Regions from separate parts of the Mus musculus genome. Here all the other regions are linked to region 2. A link is a contact called in public HiChIP or PLAC-seq and promoter capture Hi-C data. All regions are on one chromosome and are shown on one strand. Each heading gives the region's core, a stretch centred on a gene start, on an enhancer-like site or on the middle of the called end of the contact. The rest is flanking DNA. Distances are from core to core; before and after follow the strand shown. Region 1 overlaps Hivep3 (human immunodeficiency virus type I enhancer binding protein 3). Region 2 holds the start of Ybx1 (Y box protein 1). Region 3 holds the start of Med8 (mediator complex subunit 8). Region 4 holds the start of Foxo6 (forkhead box O6). Region 5 holds the start of Ebna1bp2 (EBNA1 binding protein 2). Region 6 holds the start of Edn2 (endothelin 2). Region 7 overlaps Hivep3 (human immunodeficiency virus type I enhancer binding protein 3).

The links. Promoter capture Hi-C pulls out the DNA fragments that hold promoters and counts their contacts. HiChIP or PLAC-seq counts read pairs in DNA pulled down with a chosen protein or histone mark. Capture Hi-C pulls out chosen DNA fragments and counts their contacts.
Region 1: a contact with region 2 is called in an H3K4me3 HiChIP or PLAC-seq map of embryonic forebrain, with 6 times the contacts expected there. The contact joins the enhancer-like site here to the promoter of Ybx1 in region 2. A contact is called at or near these places in 5 of 39 promoter capture datasets (the 3T3-L1 cell line, 3T3-L1-derived adipocytes, cranial neural crest and 2 more), 1 of 15 datasets of contacts at CTCF or cohesin (the NIH/3T3 cell line) and 9 of 115 datasets of contacts at active chromatin or transcription factors (the NIH/3T3 cell line, astrocytes, bone marrow-derived macrophages and 6 more).
Region 3: a contact with region 2 is called in an H3K27ac HiChIP or PLAC-seq map of embryonic stem cells, with 8 times the contacts expected there. The contact joins the promoter of Med8 here to the promoter of Ybx1 in region 2. A contact is called at or near these places in 4 of 39 promoter capture datasets (cranial neural crest, hippocampal neurons, liver and 1 more), 3 of 115 datasets of contacts at active chromatin or transcription factors (bone marrow-derived macrophages and embryonic stem cells) and 2 of 9 other capture datasets (adipose tissue and embryonic stem cells).
Region 4: a contact with region 2 is called in a promoter capture Hi-C map of adipose tissue, with 4 times the contacts expected there. The contact joins the promoter of Foxo6 here to the promoter of Ybx1 in region 2. A contact is called at or near these places in 4 of 39 promoter capture datasets (the 3T3-L1 cell line, hippocampal neurons, liver and 1 more), 3 of 115 datasets of contacts at active chromatin or transcription factors (the NIH/3T3 cell line, large pre-B cells and neural tube) and 1 of 9 other capture datasets (adipose tissue).
Region 5: a contact with region 2 is called in a promoter capture Hi-C map of hippocampal neurons, with 2.7 times the contacts expected there. The contact joins the promoter of Ebna1bp2 here to the promoter of Ybx1 in region 2. A contact is called at or near these places in 10 of 39 promoter capture datasets (the C10 cell line, the HPC-7 cell line, embryonic stem cells and 6 more), 3 of 484 Hi-C or Micro-C datasets (CD4 T cells, CD8 T cells and myeloid progenitors), 5 of 115 datasets of contacts at active chromatin or transcription factors (bone marrow-derived macrophages, embryonic stem cells, extraembryonic endoderm stem cells and 1 more) and 2 of 9 other capture datasets (adipose tissue and liver).
Region 6: an H3K4me3 HiChIP or PLAC-seq map of embryonic stem cells shows a contact between it and region 2, with 8 read pairs. The contact joins the promoter of Edn2 here to the promoter of Ybx1 in region 2. A contact is called at or near these places in 4 of 39 promoter capture datasets (the 3T3-L1 cell line, cranial neural crest, hippocampal neurons and 1 more) and 4 of 115 datasets of contacts at active chromatin or transcription factors (embryonic forebrain, embryonic hindbrain, embryonic stem cells and 1 more).
Region 7: a contact with region 2 is called in an H3K27ac HiChIP or PLAC-seq map of microglia, with 4 times the contacts expected there. The contact joins the enhancer-like site here to the promoter of Ybx1 in region 2. A contact is called at or near these places in 4 of 39 promoter capture datasets (the 3T3-L1 cell line, the C10 cell line and hippocampal neurons), 6 of 115 datasets of contacts at active chromatin or transcription factors (bone marrow-derived macrophages, embryonic midbrain, forebrain and 3 more) and 1 of 9 other capture datasets (adipose tissue).

What each region holds. Positions count from the first base shown.
Region 1 is chr4:120,130,452-120,134,277 of GRCm38.p6, reverse strand. Hivep3 (human immunodeficiency virus type I enhancer binding protein 3) reads right to left here. Exons shown (of 9, transcript NM_010657.3): 8 at 1,649-2,556; 9 at 1-697. Among named protein-coding and RNA genes, the nearest start is that of Edn2, 29 kb to the left of the region's middle. Within about 2 kb of position 2,542, at least 24 of the 459 cell types and tissues checked have an H3K27ac peak or open chromatin away from gene starts, as enhancers often do.
Region 2 is chr4:119,292,141-119,295,813 of GRCm38.p6, reverse strand. Ybx1 (Y box protein 1) reads left to right here and starts at 1,301. Exons shown (of 8, transcript NM_011732.2): 1 at 1,301-1,610; 2 at 2,009-2,072. The coding sequence starts at 1,451.
Region 3 is chr4:118,407,664-118,411,288 of GRCm38.p6, reverse strand. Med8 (mediator complex subunit 8) reads right to left here and starts at 1,952. Exons shown (of 7, transcript NM_020000.3): 1 at 1,903-1,952; 2 at 286-404. The coding sequence starts at 1,908. Szt2 (SZT2 subunit of KICSTOR complex) reads left to right here and starts at 2,026. Exons shown (of 72, transcript NM_198170.4): 1 at 2,026-2,126. The coding sequence starts at 2,100.
Region 4 is chr4:120,285,073-120,288,914 of GRCm38.p6, reverse strand. It overlaps Foxo6 (forkhead box O6), which reads left to right and starts at 1,654. Exons shown (of 2, transcript NM_194060.1): 1 at 1,654-2,076. The coding sequence starts at 1,663.
Region 5 is chr4:118,618,356-118,622,297 of GRCm38.p6, reverse strand. Ebna1bp2 (EBNA1 binding protein 2) reads right to left here and starts at 1,499. Exons shown (of 9, transcript NM_026932.4): 1 at 1,301-1,499; 2 at 1,133-1,216; 3 at 765-937; 4 at 105-228. The coding sequence starts at 1,366. Cfap57 (cilia and flagella associated protein 57) reads left to right here and starts at 1,513. Exons shown (of 23, transcript NM_026789.5): 1 at 1,513-1,622; 2 at 1,888-2,049. The coding sequence starts at 1,893.
Region 6 is chr4:120,158,665-120,162,455 of GRCm38.p6, reverse strand. Edn2 (endothelin 2) reads right to left here and starts at 1,250. Exons shown (of 5, transcript NM_007902.3): 1 at 892-1,250; 2 at 429-585. The coding sequence starts at 946. The region is part of intron 3 of Gm36134 (a long non-coding RNA gene); the gene reads left to right.
Region 7 is chr4:120,085,747-120,089,571 of GRCm38.p6, reverse strand. The region is part of intron 3 of Hivep3 (human immunodeficiency virus type I enhancer binding protein 3); the gene reads right to left. Among named protein-coding and RNA genes, the nearest start is that of Gm36215, 13 kb to the right of the region's middle. Within about 2 kb of position 1,636, at least 5 of the 459 cell types and tissues checked have an H3K27ac peak or open chromatin away from gene starts, as enhancers often do. A contact at or near this core is called in bone marrow-derived macrophages and microglia, where this site is marked.

The DNA.
Region 1 (3,826 bases), core at 1,293-3,792, 840 kb before region 2:
GGGAGCCTTGACGGGTCCTGGGTTCTCCAGAGAGGTTCCTGCTCCGGGGTGGAGAGTAAGTGGAGGTCTCTGCCAGGCAGTCCATGGAGCTGCTGCGATCCAGTGGTGGGAAGCTTGAGGCCTTTAGGTTGGCCAGTGTGTGTGGTGACCCCAAGAGGCCCCTCCAGGAAGGTGCCACCTGGTGGCCTTGGGGCAGCTGTGGGGAGCAGGGGCTGTGTGTGCCCATGGGTCCTGGAGGGGCTTCAGCCCTGTGAGGTTCCCAGTCAGGAGGTCTTCCTGGGCCTCTGCCGGTCCTTTCCTCTTCCAGCTCTGACGAGAGTGTAAACTTGGAGACCTTGGCCACAGGGGACACCGATGCTGAAGGGCTCTCTGTGGGACTCCAGCGGCTGCGCTCCTGGGCCTCTCGGGCCCCAGTTAGGTCACTGCCGCCCCCTGAGAAGCCACTGACCCAGGCCGCGCAGGGTCCAGGAAGCACGGTGGGCTGGGCTCCTGGCCGGGCCTGTACCATCTGGATCCCACCGATGGGAATGAGGGGGCAGGGGGCGCGGCTCAGGAGCTGGGAATGCAGAGGCAGGTGGCTGAAGAGGTTCTCCTCACTTCGGCTAGGGAGGTGGCCATGGAAGTCATGAGGGGCGGAGAATGGTCGGGGGAAGAGAGGAGCAGGGCCAGCTGATGGACTTCGGGACTCAGTCTTCCGCTGGAGTCAGAAAACAAGACGGGAGAAGGCAAGGGTTACGTGCCTGCAGAACTGAGGGCTAACGGTATAGAGGGTGGGGAGGCCTGAGATTGCAGTACGGCTGGTGAGTACGGCCAGAATCAGGAGTCCTACTGCAGTTCTCGGCAAGCTTCCAACTGGGCAACTTAGAGGTACATGTTGGCCCACATCTGTAGGAGGCAGCTCTTGTGTGTGTGTGTGGGGGTGTGGGGGGGTGTGGGGGGAGCTCTGTGCTCACCCTGGTCTACCTTGGCTCTTCTGCCTCTCCCCTTCTTAAGATGGTCTTGGCCTAACTTTACCCTTGCATATGGATTCCCACCCAAAGATCTCAACCTTTCACTACAGGAAGTTCAATGAGGCAAGAGAGATGCTTCAGTTAGTGTTCTTCCAGGAGAGATGCTGTGGGGTCATGACAGCACAGTGTAAGAAATGTCAACAGGGACAGTGCCAGCCGTGGACAGTGTCAGCCTCGGGGGTGGGGGGAGGGGCAGTGAGGCAGTGGTACAGATACTGTAAGGCAAGCACTGTCAAGGAAGGGTGATGGGCAGTAGCGGGGTGTGGTGGGGCATGGTGGTGACAGAGGCAAGGCTGTCATAGTTCCACAGGGAGGAGATGGGGACAGATGATTTTGGTAAAGCTGTCGACTGCTCCAAGGACATACATGGACAGGGAAGTGATGGCCGAAGAATTACACAAGTGTTACGTCCATATCCAAGGCTACACTGCCCACTAGGGCTTGAACCCAGAGCCTGTGAACACCAGAGCCATGTCTGGGGCTTCTGAGGGTGCCTCAAAGTGCAATGAACTAGCTGACACAGGGACCTAAGAAAAGCTTGCCACATGCCCAGGAATACCGGCCTGGCTCTGGGGTGAGGGGCAGAGGGTGTGAATGGGCAGCTTCTGACCCCCGGGAGGGCCACAGCAGGGACTCACCCATGCAGAGGTGCACGTTTCAGGGCTTCTGCTGAGAAGTGTGTGAGGTAGAGGCACGGGCTGGAGGAGGGCCCGTGGAACCGGCCCCAAGCCCAGGCCACTCTTGTCCGCTGAGGGGCTGCAGGGCCCAGCCAGGGCCCATTTCCCTGGCAGCACTGTCTGTGGCGGTGACTCGGCCTGACCCAGAGACCATCTCCTGGTGGGTGAATATCTGGGGGTGCCTGTGTCTGTGGCACGCTCGAGTCCAGCGGGCGCTTCTCTTCCTATGGGGTAGGGAGTGAGACAGGACAGCTCCAGTCTTGGAGACCCACAAAGGTGAGGGCCCAGGTCCCTTCCTGGGCCCATCTGGGGACCAGGTGTGCTCGTTACTGAGGCCTGAGCTTCTCGGGCCGGTGAACATTGCTGGGGAGACGAGTCATTTTTGGTGAGTGAATGTTTGCGAGTGAGTGAGGGGCGGCTGCCTGCTTCTTTGCTTGGGGACCACGGCCTCCTAGGGGACGTGGCCTTGGGACTCGGGGCTGAGCTCATGTCCTTCTCCAGTGGGGCCAGTCCCAGCCTGGGAAGGCCTTGGGTACCCCGGCTAGGTGTGGAACAACTGCTGGCGGTCAAATGCGTGGCTTCTGAGATGGAGCTGCCTTGCGGGACCTCGTCAGAAGTGCTATCTGGAGCCTGAGGGCCCTCAACGGGTGAGGAGTTCTCCTGTAGTGTGGGGGGCAGGCAAGGCGGAGCTGCCTCCGAGCATGGCCCAGACAGCTCATCCTGGCTCTCTTCCTCCTCCTCTTCCTCCTCCTCATCTTCATCCAGGTCTGAGTCTGAGTCAGAGTCCTCCAGGTCTGAGAACTGGTGCTCCTCCACAGCCTCGGCGCCCTCTTGCCCCTCTGAGTCCTGGTGCAGGTCATCACTGGTTCCTGAGGGGAGAGCACAGGATACTCAAGATTACAGCCACTTCAGGCTAAGCCCGGTTTCACTGCCTGCCAACTAGGCACAGTGCCACGTGGCAGACGACCAAGTGACATAGCAGATAGAAGAATACTCTGTAAATAATAGTGTACAATGACCTCATGCCTCGACGAACAAGTTCAGCTCTGCGGGCTTTAGGTACGTGAATTCATGTAGCCCTCAAAGAATCCTGGCATCACTGGGGAACTGGGGGTTCTATTCTTACGCTCATGCTGTGGATAAGGAAACCGAGGTAAGGGGGATCAGGTAACCTTCCCAAGTAAGGCCTAGGGCTTCACTGGGGCAAACAAGATCATCTGCTTTCTGGTTTCTCAGTGTGGGTTTCACCACGAGCCAGCTGTAATGCTGTGCCTCAGTCTCTCCTTTTGTTAAGTGGATGTCTCACTGTATGGCTTTTTCTGAGAGGAAAAAATAATGCAGGCCTGGTACACAGCAAGGGCCCAGATAATTACAGCCACTATGACCCCATTACTGATGGCATCTATCACTCTGGGACAGGGCATGCTGGCTGGTCCAGCAGACAGTCACGGTCAGTTAAAATGCAAACCAGATGCTAACATGACCAGGCTGGCCTACACAGCGGCTCTGGGCAGATGGCAGAGTTTAGCTTCTGTGAGTTGCTGGGCTAGGCTGGCCTCAGTCTTTAGGGCAGGCCTGACCCCTGCCATTCCTGCCCTGTGGAGCACTCTGAACGTCAGCTTCCGGGTCTGGATTCTTATGGAGTGGAGGTTTCCATCAGCTGGTGAGGCTGTGCCACCATCAGCAATGGAGACCGAGGCATCCCTGAAATGGTCAGCTGTCCACAATCTGGGGGATGACCTGGAGAGTTTGTGCTCTGTTGGCCCATCACTAGACTGCTGTGACATGACCAGTTTGAACTGGTTCCAGGTGGCCTAATGTGTCCACTATCCCTATCGCTCGCCCGGGCACCAATATTCCATTTTCTCCTGGTCAGGAAAGATAGTCCCCGAGCCCTGGCTCTCCACCATGCCCAGGAGGGCCAGAAACAGTGATGCTAACACCTCCATGGTCAGGTACCAAAGTGGATAACGTGAACATTCACTAGGAAAGAGAGAGAAAATTGTGTGTAGAGAAGGAGTTGTCAGGCAGAGGGAGGTTCCAAGGGCAGAGTTTGGGCAGATGGGAGCGAAGAGACGAGGCCTCGAGGGGAATGGGTGATGGGAGACATAACAGACAGGGGATGGAGGGAGGGGCAAA
Region 2 (3,673 bases), core at 52-2,551:
GCCAAGTGCTGGAATTAAAGGCGAGCGCCACCACAGCCCGTCGGATTTAGCGTTCTTTTTGTATTTCTAGTTCATGCTTTTATTTACTGGGAGCTAGGAGTATGCCACAGTGCTCGTGGGGAGGTCAAGCTACAGCTTACAGGAAGAGGCTATCTTTCTCTTTCCATTATGTGGAGCTGAAGGCAAGAACTCAGGTTTGGCCAAGTGCCTTTACACACAGAGCCATCTCAGGTCCTCTTGTTTCCCCCACTCCCATCCCTTCTCTCTCTGCAGCCCCTTCTCCAAGCAGCAGCCTTTTCTTTCTTTAACGATGCTACTCCTTACTTACACCGCGAAAGCTACACTGCTCACCGGTGATCAGGGGAAGAATCTCAGGTTAAAAACACCTCTGCCCACCTCTGATTCCTACTTCGATTGGTTTCCTTTATTTGCAGTCTCCGTGAGACCCTATCTTTTCTAGGCCTTTGCACAAACCTACCTTTGCCTGAAATGTCACCACCCAACTCTTCCTGCTCCCACTCCCCAAACGCTGTGCTCACCCAACCAAGAAGTGGTGGGCGTTTAAAATTCCACCATCAGAAAGCAGAAACTAACTGGCAAACTACTTCAATCCCCAGTCAATAGTAGATGCGTAATAAAGAATGAATGAAGGTAGGCGGAGGGCTTCAGAAAGAAGGCAGCGTGTGTTTTACAGTGTATAAAAACAAGGATAGCAATCCTTGTCTACAGTGCTTAGTTTATAAAGTCAAAAACCCTAACATCCAATAAATGTGAGGCGAAATTAAATCTGATTTGTGGCCAGTATGAAATACATTTCCTCGGACGCCGGGGGAAACGATCACCCCCGCCCTGAACACGCTGAGTCGTGGCAGCTCCAGCGCCTGCGTGGTCCCTCCAAGGTGACTGGATCACCAAAAGCCTGACCCATTAAGGAGGCCCCGGCGTTCACCCAGCCGTGGGAAGGAGCCCCTTCTAGGAGGCCGGAGTAGGCCCGGCGATCGCGGCCCACGTGCGCGACGAGCGCAGCCCCATCTGGGAACGTTCCCTCTGCGCGTCCTCCCGGTACTCTATGGTGCTCACGGCCGAGGCTCTCATTCTAGTTCCGGTCTCTATGGCGGCGGAGGCCTGAGAAGCTGTGGGTCGGGCGAATTAGTCGCTAAAGATACCAATGAGAGCGCAGGAGCCGCGGAGCGTGAGCCAATAGGCGCTAGAGACCCGGTCAGGTGGTGAGATGGACAACGATGCGGACCAATGGGGGAGGACGAGGGCGGGTCTATCGCGGGGCTTATCCCGCCCGTCCCGCCATTCTCGCTAGTTCGATCGGTAGCGGGAGCGGAGAGCGGACCCCAGAGAGCCCTGAGAGCCCCACCGCCGCCGCCGGCCTAGTCACCATCACACCCGGGAGGAGCCGCAGCCGTCGCCGCCGGCCCCAGTCACCATCACCGCAACCATGAGCAGCGAGGCCGAGACCCAGCAGCCGCCCGCCGCCCCCGCCGCCGCCCTCAGCGCCGCCGACACCAAGCCCGGCTCCACGGGCAGCGGCGCGGGTAGTGGCGGCCCGGGTGGCCTCACATCGGCGGCGCCCGCCGGCGGGGACAAGAAGGTCATCGGTGAGCGCCAGAAGGGACCGGGGATGGGGCCGCGGGCCGGACCGTTAGGCGACGCGGCCCGAGCCACGGACTACGCGGCCGCCCCTCCCCCCCGAGGCCCGCGGCGCGCGCACACCGGGATCCCGCCGCTGCTCCGGCCGCCGCCGCCCCTCCCCCGCGCCCACCCGCCCCGGGGCCTCGTGCTGGGGTCCCCGCCCCGCCGCCTACGCAGCCGGAGGAGCGCGGGCTGCTTCCCCGGCCCTCACGTGCTCGCCTCCCGGGCGCACACCCACCTCGGACCCGCGCTACCCGGCGCACCCACGTGTGCGGCGAGGGCGGCGGCCCGGGCCTGCGGCTAGATCCTGGACCGACTTCCAGGGCCAGCCGGTGATTGGACGTTGTTGTGCTTTGTTTTCCAGCAACGAAGGTTTTGGGAACAGTCAAATGGTTCAATGTAAGGAACGGATACGGTTTCATCAACAGGTGAGATGCCGGGGTGGAAAGCTCGCGTCCGCCTCCTGCATGGGCCAGAGCCACCGCGGGCATGACAGGGTGGGGGATTGGGACCCTGTGTTTCTTCCTTGGGTGACGGGATTAGCGGGTCTGTAGACTCGCTTTGTGTTGCTGTTAAGTACCGATCTTGAGCTAGCCTCAAAAAGCTTTGGCACAAAGCAGGTCAAGGCAGGCGCGTCGCATGAGCCATGCCTTAACAGTTACCTTGCATCAAACTGAGGCAACTCCAGGCTAAGCACGCTTTTAACCTTGACATCCCTTTCTGCTTTGAAATTGCTATGTAAGAATGTGACCCGCTAATTAACATACAGGTGATCTTTCACCTTGTTAACCTCTCGGGGAACGGGATTTGACATGTCAGTTGCCTGAGATGTTATCTGTACTGTAAGGTTATGTTGCCTTTGTTTAGACTACTCGAATATTCAGTCCATTTAGTACCTCGAGCACATTTTTCCTATAGACCTTCTGTAGCCAAAGAGGGCTCTTCTTATTTGTCCAAACGACGAGTAACGTATCTGAAAGGAAATGGTTCTTCCTCATTTTTTATTTCTCTTACTTCCTTGTCAGGGAATCATGCTGATCAAATCAATTTTTGTTATAGCTTGCTGGAGTGGCCATAAGTCCTTGGGAACTTAGCCTTCGTTGTATTTGGCTTAGAGTTGTAAACTATACCTTCATAGATCCAGAGAAGGGTTTGTAGACGGCGGTGGTAAGTGCAGGCGCTGCCTGCACTCTGGGCTCCCTTGTGAGCCCGGCATCTTTTTCAAGATGGCTGCCAAGGCTAGTGCAGTTGCATGGGTGTAGAGCCCCGCGAGTGCCAGCAGCAATCCTGGCCGTACAGCTGTGATACTTGGCGCCATTTCAGCATTTTCTCTTACATGCTCGCTTAGAAGGCGTTAAATAAGTAGATGGTGAAGAGAGCGCTACAGAGTGGCACAGTGCTCGTGAATGGGCAGCTATAGGCTTTTAAAATAACGGAGTGATGAAAAACATTCACTGATGAACCCCACACAGTCGTGGAAACACTCAAGCAAAAGCGATTACAATCACTTAATGGACTGTTCTCTACAGTTGCAATTAGAGGGAAACATTTTGTTTTTCCAGACTCTAGGATTTCTCCTGTCACGGGCAGTTTGCCTTTCTGACCATGTGTCCTGGGTTCCTTCCCCCCCCCCCCCCCCCCCGGGTTACTAGTGAGCAAAGAAAAAAAAATGTAAGGCTTTGGTGCTTGTGGGGTTGACGTCCTGGTGGCTTTTAAAGTGGTCCTTATTCCTGGTTGGGTTAAAATGTTCATCCTGATGGTCCCAGGTGATGCGGAGAATAGTCTGCTCTCACCTTCCAGAGGACAATTTTAACCCTCAGTCCATTATAACTAGCTAGCCCTCCTTAGCAGCCCTTCCAGTTAGGCAAATTGTGGTTTTTGTATGTGTTTAATACATTTTAATATTTGTCTGGGCTTGTCACATTTTTTTGAAGTAGTGTCTATCTAAGATGTGTATACCTCAGTTTTACATTGTACATTATGTAGGTTACAGCACTTACCATCAACTTTGTTGATCATCCTTCCGGAC
Region 3 (3,625 bases), core at 703-3,202, 890 kb after region 2:
AATGGTCTTCCACTGAGGAAATGCCTCCTCACTAAGGAAGCCAAAGCGTAAGAATTAAAACCTAGAAACAGCCTAGGTTGGGAAACTGGACATTTTTCTACTTCCTTGCCATGGAGGCTTTAAGCCAAACTAAACTTGTCAATGTTGGGCAACCTAGTTCTTTCCAAATCAAAAAGGATATTTGCAAGTTGATAAATGGGTACATCGCTGGAGATGTCCTGTCAGCCAGGGGGCTTGGCCCCACCACCCATGGATCCCTCCCCAGCTTGTCCTGGCAATCCTTACCAGGTCAGCCGGTCATACTCGTTTTCCAACTTGTAAATGAAACTCCCCAGTGAATTCTTCAGATCGGCCACTTGATTCAGCAGGGCATCTAATGATGCCTCAAGCTGCTTCTCCTCCCTCTGCATCAACAGTGTGTTTGGTTACTCAGATACAAGTGAGCGTGACACATTCAGAAAAGCTAAATTGTTTTCTATCTTGGTATTTGGGTTACAGATAGCATCAACCCTTAGACCTTTCAACCTGTTCACCTGGCCTGAAGTCCTCCTACTAACTGATTCCTCTATAACCCTCCTACACTGTGGTCCTTCAAGAAGGTCATTGCACCAGACCTAATTCTCTTTGGCTTGAAACCTCATGATTTGTCTTTGTAACAAAACTGGCTTCGAACTCACTTAGCCTTGCACCTTTTTAATTCCATGCTCTCCTCCTCCCAGCTCTCAAACACTGCCTCTCCCAGTAGACAACATTCTCTTAGATTTGCAGTAGGGTTAATAGGAACGTGCTCAGGTTTCTGCACACTCTTCTTTGTCAGTTCCTCTTCTGGAAAATAGATGTGGCCTGCCTACCTCACGACTGCTTATTGTCACTGCGCTGCTTTCCTTGGGTGGATGAGAATCCCTCGTGTCACTCTGTGGTGTTGGCATTGACACAGTTTTGTTTTGTTTTTTTCAGGAAGTTCAGTTCACCTCAGAAAGGTTTGCCATGATAACAGGGGTGCTATCTGCACACACAGCCTAAATAATTCCCGAAGTTCATTATATCATGGGTGCCTCTGGTCATCCTCTTGTGAGTGTAGCTACTGTCAACCACACAATCTGGACAATCTCACACGTTGCCTCTCTGTAAGGTTTTCTCTGAATACCAGCTCTGCAATCCCCTTCCCGGTCCCCCAACTGGCCGTTTATCCATAGCATTTGGTGCTTTGGAAAGTCAACGTGCATCTTTGTGCCAATATTCCCGTGTCTCTTTCATAATTCGGGTGACCCATAAACAGTGTAGGTTTATCAGATGCAACAAGCCAAGTGAGTAATGAAAGAGTAATGAAAGACAAAGGCGAGGAAACCTGCACATTGTTTCTGAGTGTTAGACAATTTTAAACGCTGAGGCGGCAGAGGGTTTCCGTTTGACTATCTGAGGACTATTTACCCCACTTCTCCGCCCTTAGCAACGAGGTACAAGCCGGGAAGAATGATGCAAAGCTGATTTGCAAACCTGACTATGTGACTGAGGGGGTTGGACACCGGGTTCCACCCACAGCCTCGAATTACAAACAGCTTAGTTTTCATCCTTGGAGGCCCACGATCCCTTTAGCCTTCTGAAGCCTTATGACGCCTGTGTCCAACAGCCTAGATCGAGGCGTGCGGCAGCCCACTACTTTCCCGAGCCTTCCCAAATGCCACCACGATCCTTTTCCACGCTCAATCAAGTCCGCCTTTCCTCCCCGGGCCTCCGACCTTCTCACATCAGCGGGCTCGATGCCCGCGCCTCCCGCAGCTGGCCTCGCTCTCTCTGGCTCCGCTGCCTTTCCTCTGCCCTCCGCTCACAGCCCCAACTCCCCGGTGTCCTCAGCCCAATCACCCTCCCGCCAGCGGCTATAAGGCCCAACCCGCTTCTCACCTGCATTGCCGCGGCCCGGCGGGCGCAACCACTTCCCTTTCCGGTTTCTCGCACGGCTTGCTGCGCTCACCAATCAGAAAACTCAAAACGGGACCATCCCAACAACTTCCGGTTCCTGCCCGGTACAGAACTAGCCGGGTCAGAGGTCAGGAGTGGAGCAACCTCCCTGGCCCGGGCCGGCGCGGGAGGGCTGTGTGATGGCCTCGGAGCGCCCCGAGCCAGAGGTGAGGGATGGGCGGGCGCGGGGCCGAGGCCCGAGGGCGGGCGTGTGGCAGCCTTCACCCTCCGGAGCCTCAAGGAGGCCGTTGCTGTTTTGTTTACTCAGATGCCATCCTGATCTTCGTCGCCCATCCACAGACTTGTTAGCGATAGTGATGCTGATAAAAACTCGTGTTTTGGTTATTAGTTGGGATTTTCATTGTGCCACGCCGAAGCTGACCGACTTTGCGGGGTTTTTTGTATCTCATCTATTGGAATGCAATCAATAGCATGAGTTGATTTCGCTCTAGCGTTCGTGCTCTTGGCAAAGCCCTACAACCCTCTGGCCAGTCTTAACTTAGGACAGACCCTGCTTCCTTCTTTATAAAAGTATTTGTTCTGTGATGTGGCTTGGGGATCACAAGTTAAGGCAGAAAAGGCAGACGAGGCACCCGCCCCCCCACCCCACCCCCCACCCCCTAGATGCAAAGAACCCTATATGTATGTTTTGACATTCAGACTCCAGCAGGGAATCTGGCAGTATTTATTGTCATGTACAGAGCAGACAACTGAAGTCAGAGCAGGTGAGGTGTCATGCCATGCAAAGATACCTTAGGACTACTCCTTCCAACTGAACGAGCGGATCCGAGGAGGTACCAAATTTGGCTAGCGTGTCCAGGACCCCAGAGGGATAGCCTTGTAGGAGGGAAGGTTGATGCATGTGCGTAACGATACAAATAGCAATGGCTACTTGTCGAATTCTTACTGTATGCCAGCCACAATTCTGAGCTCTTTACTGTTACCAGTTCTTTCAACCCTATAAGGCAAACACCATTATCATCCCTCTTTTCAGGAAACTGAGGTGCCACTATTAAAAGAAGCATAGTTGTGCAGCTAGTATTGGGGCTAGAACTCCCAGGTAGGTGAGCTCGCTCTACAGCTACAAGTTGTCCTCTGACCTGCACACGTGCACTCTGACACGGGTGTGATCTTATATATGTATAATGTATGAGTACACACACCCGTGTATGGGGAGGATGTGATAAACTACACACATGAAAACCCTATGAGTGAATAGGGTAGAAACAGAATACCAAGAAGAAAGGGTGATGTTTAGAGAGGCTAGGCTCCCAAAAGAGAGGAAGAAGCAAGTGCTGTTCTGCAACCAGAATTGTGCTGAGGGTTAGGGTGGATGCAGAGGGTAAAACAGAGACTCCTTAGCTGTGGGGACTAAATGAACATTGGATTATAATAGGTGTTGCAGAGGCGTAAGTGAAGTGTCACATTTAGTGGGGCATTTAACCTCCTTCCACAAATGGGTGGGATCCAGGAAGTTTAAGTTCTCTAAGTATCTAACACAGGTAGAATCCTCAGGAAATTGTCATTCTTGCTTTCCCTGTTCAGGAATGGAGAAACATGCAGAGCCAGTATTTGCCCCAAGGTGCCTTTAACACTGAAGGGCCTGCTTTTACCATAGTGGTGGGTGATGGGGCTGAGACTGGGAAAGAGAAGGCTCAGCTCGCAG
Region 4 (3,842 bases), core at 405-2,904, 990 kb before region 2:
ATGTTTGTAGGCATACGGCATAGCCTGAGCATAGGCTGGCAGATGGAGTGGTGACTGGAGACTTAGCCTCCCGGACCCTTTGGGATGAGGTAATGGACTGCATAACCTCTTAGGAGCTGCTCCCTTTGAGGTCACGTGACGATGGGATTAACATCTGAGTCCTCTACTAGTCTATACAGTAGGGACCTCATTTGTCTCCATTTGCTGCTCTTACCATAGAGCCCTGAAAGAAGACAGGAACAATGAAAATGTTCAATATATACCCATTAAACGAGTGAGTTCCTCCCCAACCGTTCTTAACTTTGGGGGTGAGCACTTGTTTCAACAGCCCCTTTGGGAACCTTCCACAGCCTGGAAGACAGTGGTACCTAAAGTGAGGTCCCTAGTGCCTGTCAGCTTGCTAGAAATGTGAAGTCTCGGCCCCAGCACAGACCTGCCGCCAGACACTCGACGGTCGGGGTTCAGGCATCTGTTTTAATCCTCTGTAGGATAAAACCTACCACACACTGAACTTTGAGAACCAATGCTCTAAAATTGTGCTTGCAAGCACAGTAAAAGCCCAGGAAGCCCCATTTGCACAGAGAACAGGTAGGGTTGTGGTATAACGCCTGGCCTACAATCCAGGAATTATCAAACCATTTCTTTTCCCTAGACTGGTCCATGGCACAAAGAGACGAGAGTTAGATCAACCCTTAGTCTGGCTGTTGGAAGGAAGACTTGGAAACGTCAAGGGTCCAGAAGAGGAGGGCGGGGCATTTCTGGGGATGGTAGAAGCGGGGAGGGACCAGTGTTCCGAGCCCCGCCCCATTTCTGTTGCCCCGGGAAACCCCGGGTTGTAACAATAACCTGCTGACGCGCTCCTGGGAGGAATCCTTTGAAGGTTGTGGGCGGGGCAGCCCCGCTGTGCACCAATGGAAGCACTCGGGATCCGCCCCTACGTTGCCCTCCCCGAGCCCGGCAGGGGGCGGGGCCGCGCCAGACGTTTCTCGCCTGCTCCCTAGGGGGCGCTGTGGCGTGCGGGGCTTCGGCGGGGTCGCCCTTAGCGGGAGCTCCACGCCCCCCACAGTCAGCAGGCGGGGCACCCAGTAAGCAAGGATTCCGCGGCCCTGGGCGAGCACGCCCCGCCTCCTTTTGCTCCGGGTCCGCCCCGTCCCCGTCCCCCGCCCATCCCGAGGTGCAGCCGGCGCTGAGCGCGGCAGGCGCGGGAGCTGGCGCTGGAGCCGGAGCGGCGGCGGCATTCACGGGGCGGCGGCGGCGCGGGCTCTGGCACGGGCTCGGGCTCCGGCATGGTGCAAGCCAGCCTCGTCCCGGGAGAGCGGGGCCCGCGCGCGGGACCGGCGCCCGCGGAGCGGCGGCAGCGGCGGTGGCGGTGGTGGCTGCGGGCACAGACAGGCGGCAGGTGCTAGAAGCTGGGCTGGGCGAGGTGTGTGCCCGCTGGGCTCCCGGGCCGCCGCCCCCTCACTGCCTGGGTCTTTGCCTCCCTCCGTGCTCGCCAGTTTGTCCAGCCTCCTGCCTCCGCTCCCCGGCCCATGGCGCCCCGCGGTTGAGCCGGCGCCGCCAGGGACCCCTCCCGCGGGCCTCCCCGGGGCGCGCAGATCCCAGAGCCGCGCGCCCACCCTCCGCGGAGCCTCCCTCCCTGCCTCGCCCGAGCCGGGCGGGACCATGGCTGCGAAGCTGCGAGCGCATCAGGTGGACGTGGACCCGGACTTCGCGCCGCAGAGCCGGCCGCGCTCGTGTACCTGGCCTCTGCCGCAGCCGGACTTGGCCGGCGACGAGGACGGGGCGCTGGGTGCAGGAGTAGCCGAGGGTTCCGAGGACTGCGGGCCGGAACGCAGGGCGACGGCCCCAGCGATGGCCCCAGCGCCTCCGCTGGGCGCAGAGGTCGGACCCTTGCGGAAAGCGAAGAGCTCCCGACGGAACGCGTGGGGGAACCTTTCCTACGCCGACCTCATCACCAAAGCCATCGAGAGCGCCCCGGACAAGAGACTCACGCTCTCGCAGATCTACGACTGGATGGTCCGCTACGTGCCCTACTTCAAGGATAAAGGCGACAGCAACAGCTCGGCCGGCTGGAAGGTGGGGCATCCGGGCTCCGGGCAGGCTACAGGGAGGGGGGCTCTGGAACACCCCTAGGGGTCATGGAGTGCGCGCCCAGGGCGTGGGGCAGGTCAGTTGACAGGCGGGGGCATGCTGGCAGCAGCTGTATTCATTCATGTCCCCTAGGAAGGATGCGCGGGATTGGAGGTCTGGTAGGGTGACAGGGGATACCTTTTTGAGGCATCCCAGAGGATTATCCCTGGCCTGTCATTGAGCGTATAATAGCATAACTCATTTCCAGACCACGGACAGTAGGGAGCCCCCTTTGTTTTGTGTGACTTGTTTTACCCTCTCCACCAGGGTACTTGCTTTAAAGAGCTGGAGTCATGACCCGGGGCTCCTGTCTGCTTTCCCTCTCAAATCTTCCCTGGCCTTCCTGACACTGGCCCCATGGTGAAGAGTGCTAACAGATCAAGCCTCCCCCCCCCCCAACCCCATGCAATTCTTTCTATAGTGTTGAGAGTTCATCCTGGAGCCTAGTCGGGGTGAAAAGCATGGCAGACCACCGGAGATGAGTTCTTCATGGGGCAGTTGTCAGCCCCTTCCCTGGTACAGCATGGGGTGGGGGAGGTGCTTTAGGCTCCCTGCTGGGACTTGTGGGAATGGTGTTGAGGTCTGGGGGGGGGGTCTATTTCTACCCACTCGGGCAACTTATCTCTCACTTCCCTGGCTTTCTGGGCTCAGATGCACTTAAGGAGTGGGGCACCCCTAGAGAGACCTCAGTGGCAGGCAGTGGAAAGGGGAGAGCCATCTTGGGAGAAGACTTGGATGGGGGCTTTACTGGATTGTAGCTTCTAGATCCAGCTCCTCCTCTGTCCATCTTGTTGGGAAATGGGGCTAGCCTATGCACTTGGGGGTGAAAAGGCATGAGGGGACCTCTTGTGGGAGAGGTAGTCACTGTGAGGAAGACATGTCTGTGACCAGAGATGAGGCTGTTTGGGGTGTTGATTGGCAGCAAGATCTGAGGAGAGGGGCAGCAGCCATGGCCAGATCTAGATGCACTTGGGAGTCCTGATCTGGGAGCCCCCGGCTCTTGGGATTCCTGTACACTGGCATCTTCTTTGGCTCTCCTTGACCATTATGGGGCAGGAACACAAGACACAGAAGTAGACCTGAGTCTCATCCCCTCCATTTTCCAGTCCCCTACATCTCAGTTCCCACCAGAATACAACTTTCTCTCAAGTGTGCCCTGCTCTTGGGCTTGCTCTGCTTCTTGTCTGCTGTGTCCACCTTCCTTCCACTCCTTCCCAGAGATGTAGTCACTCTCCTCAGGGCACAGGGTCCCAGTGCCTCCTCCAAGAAGCCTTCCCTAACACTTGTTAGCTAGCTCAGGACTCCCACCTACCCACCTTTTTTTTTCCTGGCCCTAAGGCATGCATCATGAGTCAATCATGTGTGCCCTACCTCCTGCTCCCTCCCTCCCTCCTTTACTTTTGAACGACGGTGTCAGTGTTAGGACTCTTCTGTCCCCATGGCACCTTACAGAGAGTCTGGCCCAAGAAGCCACCAGTGTATGCATGCTGAGAGTAAAGAGATGGGTAGATGGTAAAAGAGACTGTGGATTGGCGAAGAGTGCCAGGACCTGAGCAGATCAGGAGGGCTTCCTGTAAGAGGCAGAGCTCCAGCAGGTTTGGATGGATGAAGGAGACTGGGGAAAGATAGGAAGCAGGGATTTGAAGCTAGAAGCCTGGAGGCAGCTGCAGTTCTGAGCAAGCATGTTGGGGCCGAGCTCTGTGCCAGACTCT
Region 5 (3,942 bases), core at 250-2,749, 670 kb after region 2:
GAAATACTGGCTACAAACACCACACATCTTTTTTTTTTTTTGAAGACTACAGGAATGACCCAGCTGAACAAATGAAACCTTGGCTTTCCAGAAGAAAAACCTACCTTTTGCATCTGCTGATCAGACTTGGCCATTTCTGCAAAATAATCGGTGGGCCTCTTCGTAGGGACTTGGAGCTGATGGAGTCGGGGTAATACCGCAAGCACTGCTGCCTGGGCCTGCCGGTAGCTGACATTACAGGACAGGGTGTAATGAGGGGAGGGGAAGGGCGCTCATGTCTTCTTACTGCCTCTCAGAAGTTACCTAACCTCAGAGCTATCACATCCCACCAGCACTGGCAAGATAAGACAGACACACCAACTAAAACTCCACTGATTGCACATATAACTGAAATCTCACTTTATGTTTATTTACGAGGGGAAAATACTTCCAAGAGCAAGTCAGTTTAAAACAACGAGCTTATTAAATACTGCGCAGACTATGAACTGTTTCCCAATCATTACAGAAAGAGCACTCATAACATTCCCTAGGCAAAGTGTGTTCTAATGATTGGAGGCACCCACACAAGCTTCAAATGAATTATTCTGAAACATCCCTCGAGCAGGGTTCTGGTTAAACGGCGACCAAGAACCTATTCTTTCCACCAGAGGAACCCGCTAGATCCACTCGCACGCTCGTGCTAACCCCGCCCAGTGCCTCTGAGGTTGCAGACACACTAAGACCCCCTTCCTGTAACTCCATCGCAGGACCCATAACAAACATACAAACTCATTTCCCTCTGGAAGTCGTCTTCTGGATTAACGCCTTTCTTCTGGTCCTGGTTCTGAGGTGTTGGCTGAGTCTCACTGACTTCTGGCACTGGACCCAGGGTCACATCGAGCCTTTCAACCCACTCCAGATCCCGTCTGAATTCAGCCAAGCACTGTTTCAGGCCACTCTAGGTTAAGTCAGACAAGGCGCTCATGAGAACCGCGAGTTTGACTCTCAGAAACCCAAAGTCCTATGCTCAAATATCCGCACAGGATGACGACCGCAGCGCAGGGTGCATCTTTCCCACCAGAATCGGTCTCCCAAGAGGCACAGCGCTTGTGCGCATCCTGTTCCAAGGACCCCGACCCTCGCACGAGCTCACCACGTCATTCACTGCCTTCTTCGGCTTCTCTAGCACGACATTGAGACCTGGCTTCAGGAGTCCGCGGGAAAACGCATCCTGCAACTACAGACCGGGGAGCCTCAGTACCAAAGAGCTAAATAAAGTCCCCGTCCCAGCCCCTGCCCCGCTAGCTCCGCTGCGGCCTACCTCTTGATCTGAGGCCAGGCACGCATCCGACTCCGAGTCCGACTCTGAAAGCGGAGGGGTGTCCATCTCGCGGCCTTCCGCCCCGCGAGGTTCGGCTGCCACTCCACGTGCCCACAAGCAGCACCACCGCCAACAAATTCTCCACAAGCCTCTGCCTTTTCAACAGGGACTTCCGCTTCCGGGTTCATAGCCGCACTTCCGGTTTTCTCGTTGCTATAGGAACTGCTCTAGCGTTTGGGCGTGCCCGGATTGCTTCGGATCTTTAGGAAGAGCACCTACTGATCCCTACGTAGTCTAGTAACCCAGAGCCGTGAAGCAAGAGGTAAATAGTTTCTTTGGGGTCCTCCTAAGGATCTGAGGGCGGTGGGAGTGCAGGAGAGGAAGGAAAGGCTCGGAAAGAGCCCCGGGGGTGGGGTGGAAAGGAAGAGGAGCCTAGGGGCGGGGCGATGGAGGGGCGAGGCGGGGTCAGGGAGGGGCGGGCCGGGGCCATGGGCGGGGCGGGGCGGGGCAGGAAAGGGAGATGCGCTGCTCGGCTTCACTCCCACCTACTTGCCTCTTTCTTCATCTTTTGCAATACTTTTTGACAGGTACCATGTCCACCGTGGTAGCTCAGGCGCTTCATGTTTTTGGTCTTCGGCCTCACGTGACCAACAATGTCTTCTTCTTCGATGAACAGATCATTATATTTCCTTCAGGAAATCACTGTGTGAAGTACAATATAGATCAGAAATGGCAAAAATTCATTGCAGGTAAAAAAGAAAAAAAGAAACCACCTTTTCCATTCTGACACATACATTAAAGGCATGTGCTACACAAAACCGCACAATCTCAACGATTGGGAAGATTTTTTTTTGATAACTGGGTTATCCACATATTTTTATAAATGTAAACAAAATAAATGGCCATTTACACTACTTAATCATAGATTAACGTGACACAAGTAGCCAAAATGACAGGTAAAATAACACACGTTTTAAAAGTACTTTTCCACAATGACTCCAGAGAAGAGTTACTTTAAACAGTGTTTTTCTTGTATTCTCCTGCAGTTGTGTTTGTCCTCACCAGAACCTTCTTTTGAGTCTAACGGTTTTGAGAGTACATGACCTTCATTGAACCCATGTCTGATGGAGACGCTGAAATTTTTATCTTAAGTGACAAATAACCTTTTAACATTTTTTTTTTTTTTGGTTTTTCGAGACAGAGTTTCTCTGTGTAGCCCTGACTGTCCTGGAACTCACTCTGTAGACCAGGCTGGCCTCGAACTCAGAAATCTGCCTGCCTCTGCCTCCCAAGTGCTGGGATTAAAGGTGTATGCCACCACTGCCCGGATTATTTACTTATTTTAAAGAGTTATGTATACAGTTTTCTGCCTGAATGTATACCTGCAGGCCAGAAGAGGGTACCAGATCTCATTACAGATGGTTGTGAGCCACCATGTGGTTGCTGGGAATTGAACTCAGGACCTCTGGAAGAACAGCCAGTGCTCTTAACCTCTGAGCCATCTCTCCAGCCCCTGGAATATCCCTAGTTTTATGTTAATAGTTTTACCAATTTTTCAGTTACTTTTGTAAGATTTTGTTCTAAGGGGTATCTCTCTTATTTAGTTATAGACATATTTTACATATCCTGTATTCTAATAATTTGTCAGGTATATATGTTAGAAATAATTAGCTAAGCAGTGATGCCTTTAATCCCAGCACTGGAGAGACAGGGACAGATAGATCTCTTAGTTCAAGGCCAACCTGTTCTGCAGAGTTCCAGGACAGCTAGGGCTACACAGAGAAACCCTGTCACAAAAAAACAAAAGCAAAACAAAAAGTAAGAAAGAAATATTTCTTTCTGAAGCCTGTGCTTTTTTTCTTCCTTGTGGTATCTGTGAATGAACAATAATTCTTAGTTTTTGCCGGGCATGGTGGTGCACGCCTTTAATCCCAGCACTCAGGAGGCAGAGGCAGAGGCAGGCGGATTTCTGAGTTCGGAGCCAGCCTTGTCTACAAAGTGAGTTCCAGGACAGCCAGAGCTATACAGAGAAACCCTGTCTCAGAAAAAAAAAAAAAAGGAAAATAATTCTTAGTTTTAAAGAAGTAAAAGTCATCAAACACCATGTAAATATTCTGCAAGAATAAACTGTATTAACTGGGGACATGGCTAAGCAGGTAAAGCACTTTCCAGGCATGTCTGAGGACCTAAATTTGAACATGCATAAAGCCAGGCATAATAGCAACACGTCTGTAATCCCATTGCTTCTGTGGAAAAATGGAAACTCCACAGAAGCCTGTGAGCCAGCCAGCCTGGCATGCATGCACAGTAGTGAACTGCAAAAAGATCCTGCCTTGGACAAGGTAGAAGACCCACACTCCAGGATGTCTGTCCTTTCACCTCTACGGGAATGCCATGTCAAACATACACTCACACGGGGAGGGGAGGGGGAGTTGACTTTAATTTATTAGCTTTTATGTCCAGCATATTTGTTGGACTATTGCTAATTCTAACAACTCTCTGTAGATTCTTTGGGGTATCCTACACAGACAGTCACATGGACCCATAATAATGGTTTCTTTGTCTTATGTCACTATACTGGGAAGCATCTCAAGAGTTGAATAGAAGCAGTGAAAATGCTCACAGTCATCATGTTTCTAATC
Region 6 (3,791 bases), core at 1-2,500, 870 kb before region 2:
GGAGCTGCACTTGGAGTGCTCTGCATAGAGCGTGGTCTGGTCTGGGCATGGATGTTGTCATGCATGGAGTTATTCTCTGCAGGGGAAGTGTGGTTGAGCTCCAGCGTCCCTAGACTTGGAAAGGAACCTACAACTTTTTCTCTCCTGTGTGATCCTGAAGAGGCCACCTCACATCTCTGAGCCTCCATCCTTTGATCTGGAAAATGGAGCTAGTAGCACTTTCCTACAGGCTGTTGTGAGGGCTGGAAGGGTATGGAGCCCTCTGCCTGACTCTAATAGCTCCCACGTGGAAGTTGATGCATAAGTAGTTACTATGGATCCTCTCCCAGTATCCTGAGATTCAGGGTGAGCACAGGCAGTTGCAGAGGTGGCTAGCTAGCCAAAAGCCTTCACCCCGACCCTCTCCCACGGTCCTGGTGGATGCTTACCCCGCAGTGTTCACCCAGATGATGTCCAGGTGGCAGAAGTACACACATTCCTTGTCAAGCCAGGAGTTGCAGGAGCATCGACGAAAACGCAGGTGGGGGCCTCGGCCCTTGGGTGCCGAGGCCGGCTGCTCCAGGGTGGCAGCTGCCTGGCCCTTCCCTGCACACAGGAGAGAGAGAGAGGTGGAGAGGAGGTCAGGACACCTGGCCTGTCTGGGTTAGGGGACCCGCAGGGCTCCTCCTCTTGCACAATAAGGAAGTTGGCACCCTTGGTGTTCAGGAACCACTGGCTAGCCTGGGGAAGCCCCAGCTACCATCGCTGTGCCTGCACGCTGCAGTGGTAGCTCCTACTGTGGCCTCACCGCTCTATGCCCCCAGTTGGTTTTGGGAAGGAAGCACCATGCCCCCGGAGGAGACATCAATGAATAGACCCTGGGATCGCAACACGCGAGAGAGGGCAGCTCACCTTCATGCAGGGCCAAAAGCAGGGCCAGAGCGATGGAACACCAGGCGGAGACCATAGCAGCAGCGGCAGAGTGCTTGGCTGGGCCAAGGGAGCCGGGAGAGCAGGTCGCCAGTGTCCTCCTGCTAAGCCGAGCTGAGAGCTCATTGCTGAGGTGCCCTGGCCGCCTCTTATAATACCAGGCAGGGCGCCCGCCCGCCCCTACTGGTGCAGCCCCGCCTGCTTAGCTGCTGCACCTTGGGCAGAGAGCCAGGGACACCGCCTCCTCCCTGGGTGCCTGGCCCGCCCTGGCCTCCCGGTGAGGGGGAGAGGGAGGTGGAAGGCTGGGCTCCACCCTCTGCGCTTCTCTGCAACACCTTCAGGACTCTGCAGGCTCCCTGCAGGCCCAAGGCCCCTCTGAGTTCTGAAGTTAGTCCCAAGTTGTGGTACCCGGCCCCTCCCTACTCTCTGACTAGCACTCCTGAACTGGAAGTTTGGAGTGGAGGTCTCATCTAAAAGCAAAGCTTTCGCTCTTTACAGGGTATCTGCCACCCTCCTCCCTGCCCACGGTGAAGCAAGCTGAGATATCCCTTCGATGCGTGGGAGGTGAAAGGCCCACTCAAGGTTACATGGCCTTGGGCGCGTCAGAGCCCCCTTTAGGACCACTGGCCTCAGGAATGGCACAACTCATGCCTGACCTTTGACCACCTGAGGCTGCCTCATCCCCATTTTACCCAAGGAATTCTGCTCCCCTCTCAAGCTCCCAGCCTGTAGTAGGAATTCTGGTCCTTTCTGGAAACGACTCACTTATGCAACGACAGTCAGGGAGAGCCTCAGCCAGGGATAGCTTCAGCCAGGGAGAGCCTCAGCCAGGGAGAGCCTCTTGGACCTCAGTTTCCCTGCTCGACAAACAAGTACCCCCTTGAGATAGAGAAGACACTTCTGAGCCCTTTCTAGGAAGATACTCCACAGGCACACAGAAGGTGTCCTGAGTAGTTCCCCAGTGTGGACTGAACAGAATATTTTGTGTCACCTCAGTGGCAACTTTATGCAAAAATAAATAAATAAATAAATAAATAAATAAATAAATAAATGGAGAGGCCAGAGGCTGGCAAAGTGGCTCAGAGGGCCAAGTGCACAAATCTGATGATCTGAGTTTGATCCTGGGACCCAGGGGTGTGGTGTGTATCTATACTCCCAGGATCCCTACAAGGAGGTGAAAAGTGGAGACAGGAGAGTTGCCTATATAATTATAGGCCAGGGTGCCTGGATTAACCCAGAGGTGACAGGAGAAACCTGGCCTCAACAAGGTGGGAGAGAACTATCACCTAAAAGTTGTCCTCTGACCGCCACACGTGTGCCACAACATGCATGCACCCACAGTCATGCAGACCTCTCTCTCTCTCTCTCTCTCTCTCTCTCTCTCTCTCTCTCTCTCTCTCTCACACACACACACACACACACACACACACACACACATACACACACACAAATATGCACACACAATAATGAATAAATGGAGGAGGAGGAAGGAACAGGAGGAGGAGAAGGAGGAGGAAGGCAAAGTAGAAGGAAGGCCTCTTGGGTCCGGGCATTCTACTTCTGATGCCCAGGCTGCCCCACAAGTCCTGGAGGCAAAAGCAAAGACACACTGTGGGGAAGGGAAGGGACAGATGAATGCTCCTCAGTGTACTGGCAGCCCCTCTGTGCCTGGCCTGCCTGTTTCATGGTAGTAGACGTACCTTATATTCTTGAGGTCTAAAGCCCTGGAGAGGGCATGGCCTGTGGCCTTCTCTGTCCATAGGGGTATTGAGGGAGCCCGATGAATGCACTCCAAGGGAGACAGAGTGACTAGGGCTGGCCTGTGTTTGGACCGTAGAACCCAGACCTTTCAGCATCTTTTTATGTCTGTGTAGACAGACATTTTAGTTCCTGCATTAAAAATGGATAAAGAGGAAACGGGGATTGGAAAGGTATAGGCCATTGTGTTTCCTTCCAGGGTGACGTATGTGTGTGTGTGTGTGTAGGGATTCGCATCAGCCACATAGCTGGCATATGACAGGGCCCCTGTTGGAACCCCAATCTTGACCTCACCAGCAAACCACAATGGACTCCTGTGTGGGGCTCACTGCCCTCCCTATGCCTCAGCTCTGGAAGAATGTAGAAGAATAGCTCTGAAATGAGGTGAACAATTCTATTAGATACTGAGAGGATGTGCATTGGGACTTGCGTGGGGGTGTAAAGGGTGGGGAGACAGAAGACAGAAGCGAGCACAGGTCAATAGGAAGGAGTAGGGTCAAGGTGGGGAGGGAAACAAATAGATAAAGACAAGTACCAGGAGGTGAGCTGGGAGGACCAGGAAGCAGGGCACAAGACAGAGCTGGGATTTGAGAAAGTAAAAGAGGAAGACCAGGAGGAGCCAGAGGCAGGGTTCTAACCTGTCTAATCTTCATACAAATGCAAAATGCCTGCCCAGGACAATAGGAAACCAGAGGCTCCGGGTCTGGAAGCATAATAGAAGAATTAAATGGAGCAGGAGACAGGATCCTTCTGGGTGTGAGAGAGGGTGCTGGCAGGGCAGGGGCCACTGCAGCCTCACAGGGTCAGCACAGGAAGCTGTCTTGCTGGCTCTGGTTTCTCTCCTTCCCTGGCTCAGGCTCCAGCTGGACAGGCTAGGCTCTATGTAATAGAGAGGCCCGCCTAGGAATCTGAGCGAGTCCAGCCTGTCTTAGGGGATGGAGCCTTTCCGGGAACAGAGCTACCCCACTGACAAGAGCTGTTTTCCAGGTAGAGAAATTAAGCTGAGTTAAAAATAGCCTCCTAGGCCCTTGAATCTCTTGGCCTAGGCCCTGACAATCACCTTTGTTCGTCCTGGTAGATCTGGCGGCTGCTCCTGTCCACTGTCATTGGCCTGGGCACACTAT
Region 7 (3,825 bases), core at 387-2,886, 790 kb before region 2:
ACCGAGGTATAAAATCACAAAGCTGCCAAGGAGCCGAGCCTACAGCTGAGTCAGGGCTACCAGGTGCCTTCTGCAATGGAGACCCTGCAGGGCCCGGGCCACACAGCCTTGCAGACAGGACTCAAGCTCTAACTCTGAGGGCAAAGCATACCACTCCCAGCAGCCTTTCTTCCCGCCATGAGGGCTGGCCTTGTTAAGAACTTCTGTGTGTTTTATTTTACCTGGAAAAGTGTCTGCCATGCTGATGTCTTGCTCCAGTGATGCTGAAAATGAGCCAGCATTGGGGTCGCAGCTCATATCAGCAGGGGCCCAGCAGAGCCCAGATGCTTGGGGCTAATTCATCCACTGGGTTGCCCATTGTTATCCACCTAGTTAGCATGCTGCCCTCCTGCCTTGTCATTTATTTTTATCTGCCTTCCCTAGAAGCATCCAAAGCCATGTCTGGACACCGAGAGAACTCAGTGGGCACTTGTGAACTTAAGCCGACCTACTTATCTTCAATGGGCCAGGAAGTGCTACTGAGGACACCCTGGGGAAGACTAGAACCTGTCAGGAGACCGGGTCAGACTCGTATCTTCTGGCTACTGTGCTCTGCCAGGATCACTGCCTGGAACAGATCTGGATTCTACAGCAGCCTGTATGCTTGTCAGCGCCCAGTAGGTCTCCAGCTGTCTTTTGACCACATTTTGTTTAAGTGACATTGGTACAAAAAGCTGCCTAAGTAGTTAGGGTTCTTCTGTCTACCATGAAGGGACATATATAGGACATGGGACAACAGGGCCAGTGGCAAGATGGCTCAGTGGGTAGGGGTACTTGGTGCCAAGCCAGATCACCTGAGGTCAATTTCTGGAATCTACACGGCAGAAGGAGAGAACCAAGTTTCACAAATTGTCCATGGTACACATGTGCTCACTCATATACACACAGTAGATAGATAATTTTTTAATTAAGGAAAGAACACACTACAACATCACACACACACACACACACACACACACACACACACACACACACACATACACAGGCATACATATACACACAGGCATGTGAGTGGGCGCACAGGCATAGAAGCACACACATCCTATAAGTATACTAGAAGGGCAGATCACTGTTGTTGACTATGCCCACAGTGAACAAGGGCACTGCCTACAGTCTCTCTCTTCATGCCTGTGTGGCAGGTGGACATTACTGTCCTTGCAGTGGCATGCAGTCATGACCACTCTGCAACATGTTTTATTTATCTGCTCCATCTCAAATGTTCCACGGAACTCCTCATACAGGGCCAGTCCAACTGAAAACGGCCTAAGTCAACTCAAATTGGAAACAAGACCTCAACACAAAGCCAAAACTATAAAACCCTTAGAAGAAAACATACAGGAAAAGCCTTGTGATGTTGGAACTAGTAATGATATTTTAAATATAACACAAAGCAAAAAAGTCAAAAAGATTAAACTGGACAGCATTGAGATCAGTGACCCCTACACGTCAATGGTCAAATCAGAAGAGGGTGAAAAGCCTGCAGACTGAGAGGACATAGCTGTAGTTATAGCTCTGACAGAGTAAGTTCCATGCAGTAAAGAATGCCTACGAATCAGCAACAACAAAAGCAAGGACTTCTGCTTTTAAAATGACCACAGGACTCCAGCAGACGTCTCTGAAGTTCTTCAAATAACCAATAAGCACAGGGAAAGATGTCCAGCAGGTCTGATTATTAGAGAAAAGGAACTCAAGCCCAGAATCCAATCCCCTCTCACCCACGTTAGTTAGGATAGCTTCTATCAAGAAAGAAAGGAAGAGTGTGGAAATGGCTCAGCAGGTAAAGCACCCACGTAAATGTCAGGCAGGCTGGCTGTAACCCCAGACCTCAGGAGGTGGAAACGGGAGACCCCCCCCCCCCCAGGACAGGCTGGCGAGACTAGCCCAATATGCAAGCTCTGAGTTCAAATGGGAGATCATGCCTCTCCCTCCCCCCACCCCTAGCTCCGCCTCCCTGGCACTGCAATTACAGGCGCACACCTCCTGTTCTAGCTCTTTATGTGGGAGCTGAAAACCCAAACTGAGGTCCTCATGCCCGTGCAACAATCACATCACCCATCGGGTCATCTCCCGAGCCCCACCCCCACCCCCAAACAGCAATGCTTTTAATAGGATCAGGAAGGAGCTCAACTCAACAGCCAATCTGATTGTGCCATGAAGTTTTTCTCCTGTGTGACGGTGAGATCCAATTCTAGGTTTTACATTTAAGTCCTTAATCCACTTTGAGTTGATTTTTGTAGGTGTGATATAAGGTAAAGCTTCAGTCTCATTTCTCCATATGTGGATATGAATACATCATTGTGTATTCTTGGCAAAAGATGGGTGGCCATAGATGTATGGGTTTATTTTGAGATCTCTATTCTGTTTCACTGGTCTATATGCCTAATACTGTACTGCTTTGATTACTGTATCTTTGTAACATAATTTGCAACCAAGAGGTGCATTGTTTCCAGCTTTCTTATTTTTCTTCAGGATTTAGTTTTTCATAGGGATTTTCATATATATATAAAATTGGGTTTTATCTATTCCTGTAAAGAGCATGTTAGTATGTTTATACACCAAATCTGTAGATTTCTTAGGACAGTATGGAAATTAAACAACATTAATTCTTCTAGTTCATGAACATGAGATGCAAGATGCCTTTACATTTGGGTCTTCAATTTTTCTTAATGAGAATTTTTTTGGTTTTGGTATATAACTCTTTCCTTTCCTTGGTTAAGTTTATTCCTAACTATATTATTGTTTTGTGTACCACTGCAAATGATATTGTTTTCCTACCTTACTTTTAAGATAGATCATTGCCAGTGTATAGACAAGTAACTTATTTCTATGATTTTGTATATTGAGCGCTTACTAAATTTATCATATGTAATAATAATCAGTGCATGATGAGTGCATGCCATTATGCATGTATGGTAGATGTTGGGGGAGCAACCTTATGTAGCCAGTCCTCTTCTCCACTTTTATATGGGTTCTAAGGATAGAACTCACGTTTCTAGGCTAGGGCAGCAAGCATCTTTACCTGTTAAGCCCTCTCACCAGTCCTCAAGGTAGAACACAGTGCATCTATCTAGACTATCTGGTCTACCTGAAGTAGAATACTTTGAATCTATTAGGACTTGTCTACCTGAGATTGAATACTGTGTATCTATGAAGTCTATCTGGTCTGCCTAAGGTAAAACCCCCGTGTATCTGTGATGTCTCTCCAGTCTGTCTGCAGTAAAACACTGTATCTGTGAGGTCTATCTCTGGCAAACACTATCTCAGGGAGAATACTAGTACCTTGAGCTCTATCTTGTCTAGCTGAGGTGGAACACTGTGTATCGGTGAAGTCTATATAGCTTATAGTACTGTCATTTGTTTCTATTTCTCCCAAATTCATATTGGATCCATGATTGAAAGCAGAGCATTAACGCATGTGAAGAGAAAACCAACAAACTCAGTTGGGAACTACACAGTAAACCAACCACCTAACTACTAGAAGCCCTAACATGAAACAACCAAACTGGCACTAAGGATGGCCAGTCTCTAGGCCAGGAGAACAAACACTTTGTTTACTACTTGGTTGGCAAAAGCTAATGCTAAGCACACCTACCTCTGAATCAGAATTTCCATTCCTGGGGATATATTCTACCAAAATATATGTATTTGTATACTAAAAATAATAACAAAAATAAAGCAATTTTCTTCAGCAAAAACATGGGGACAATCTAAATGGCAATAGTAAATCAAATGGATAAATAAATGTTGGTATTCACACTGTAATTATTACATAGTAATAGAAAAGAA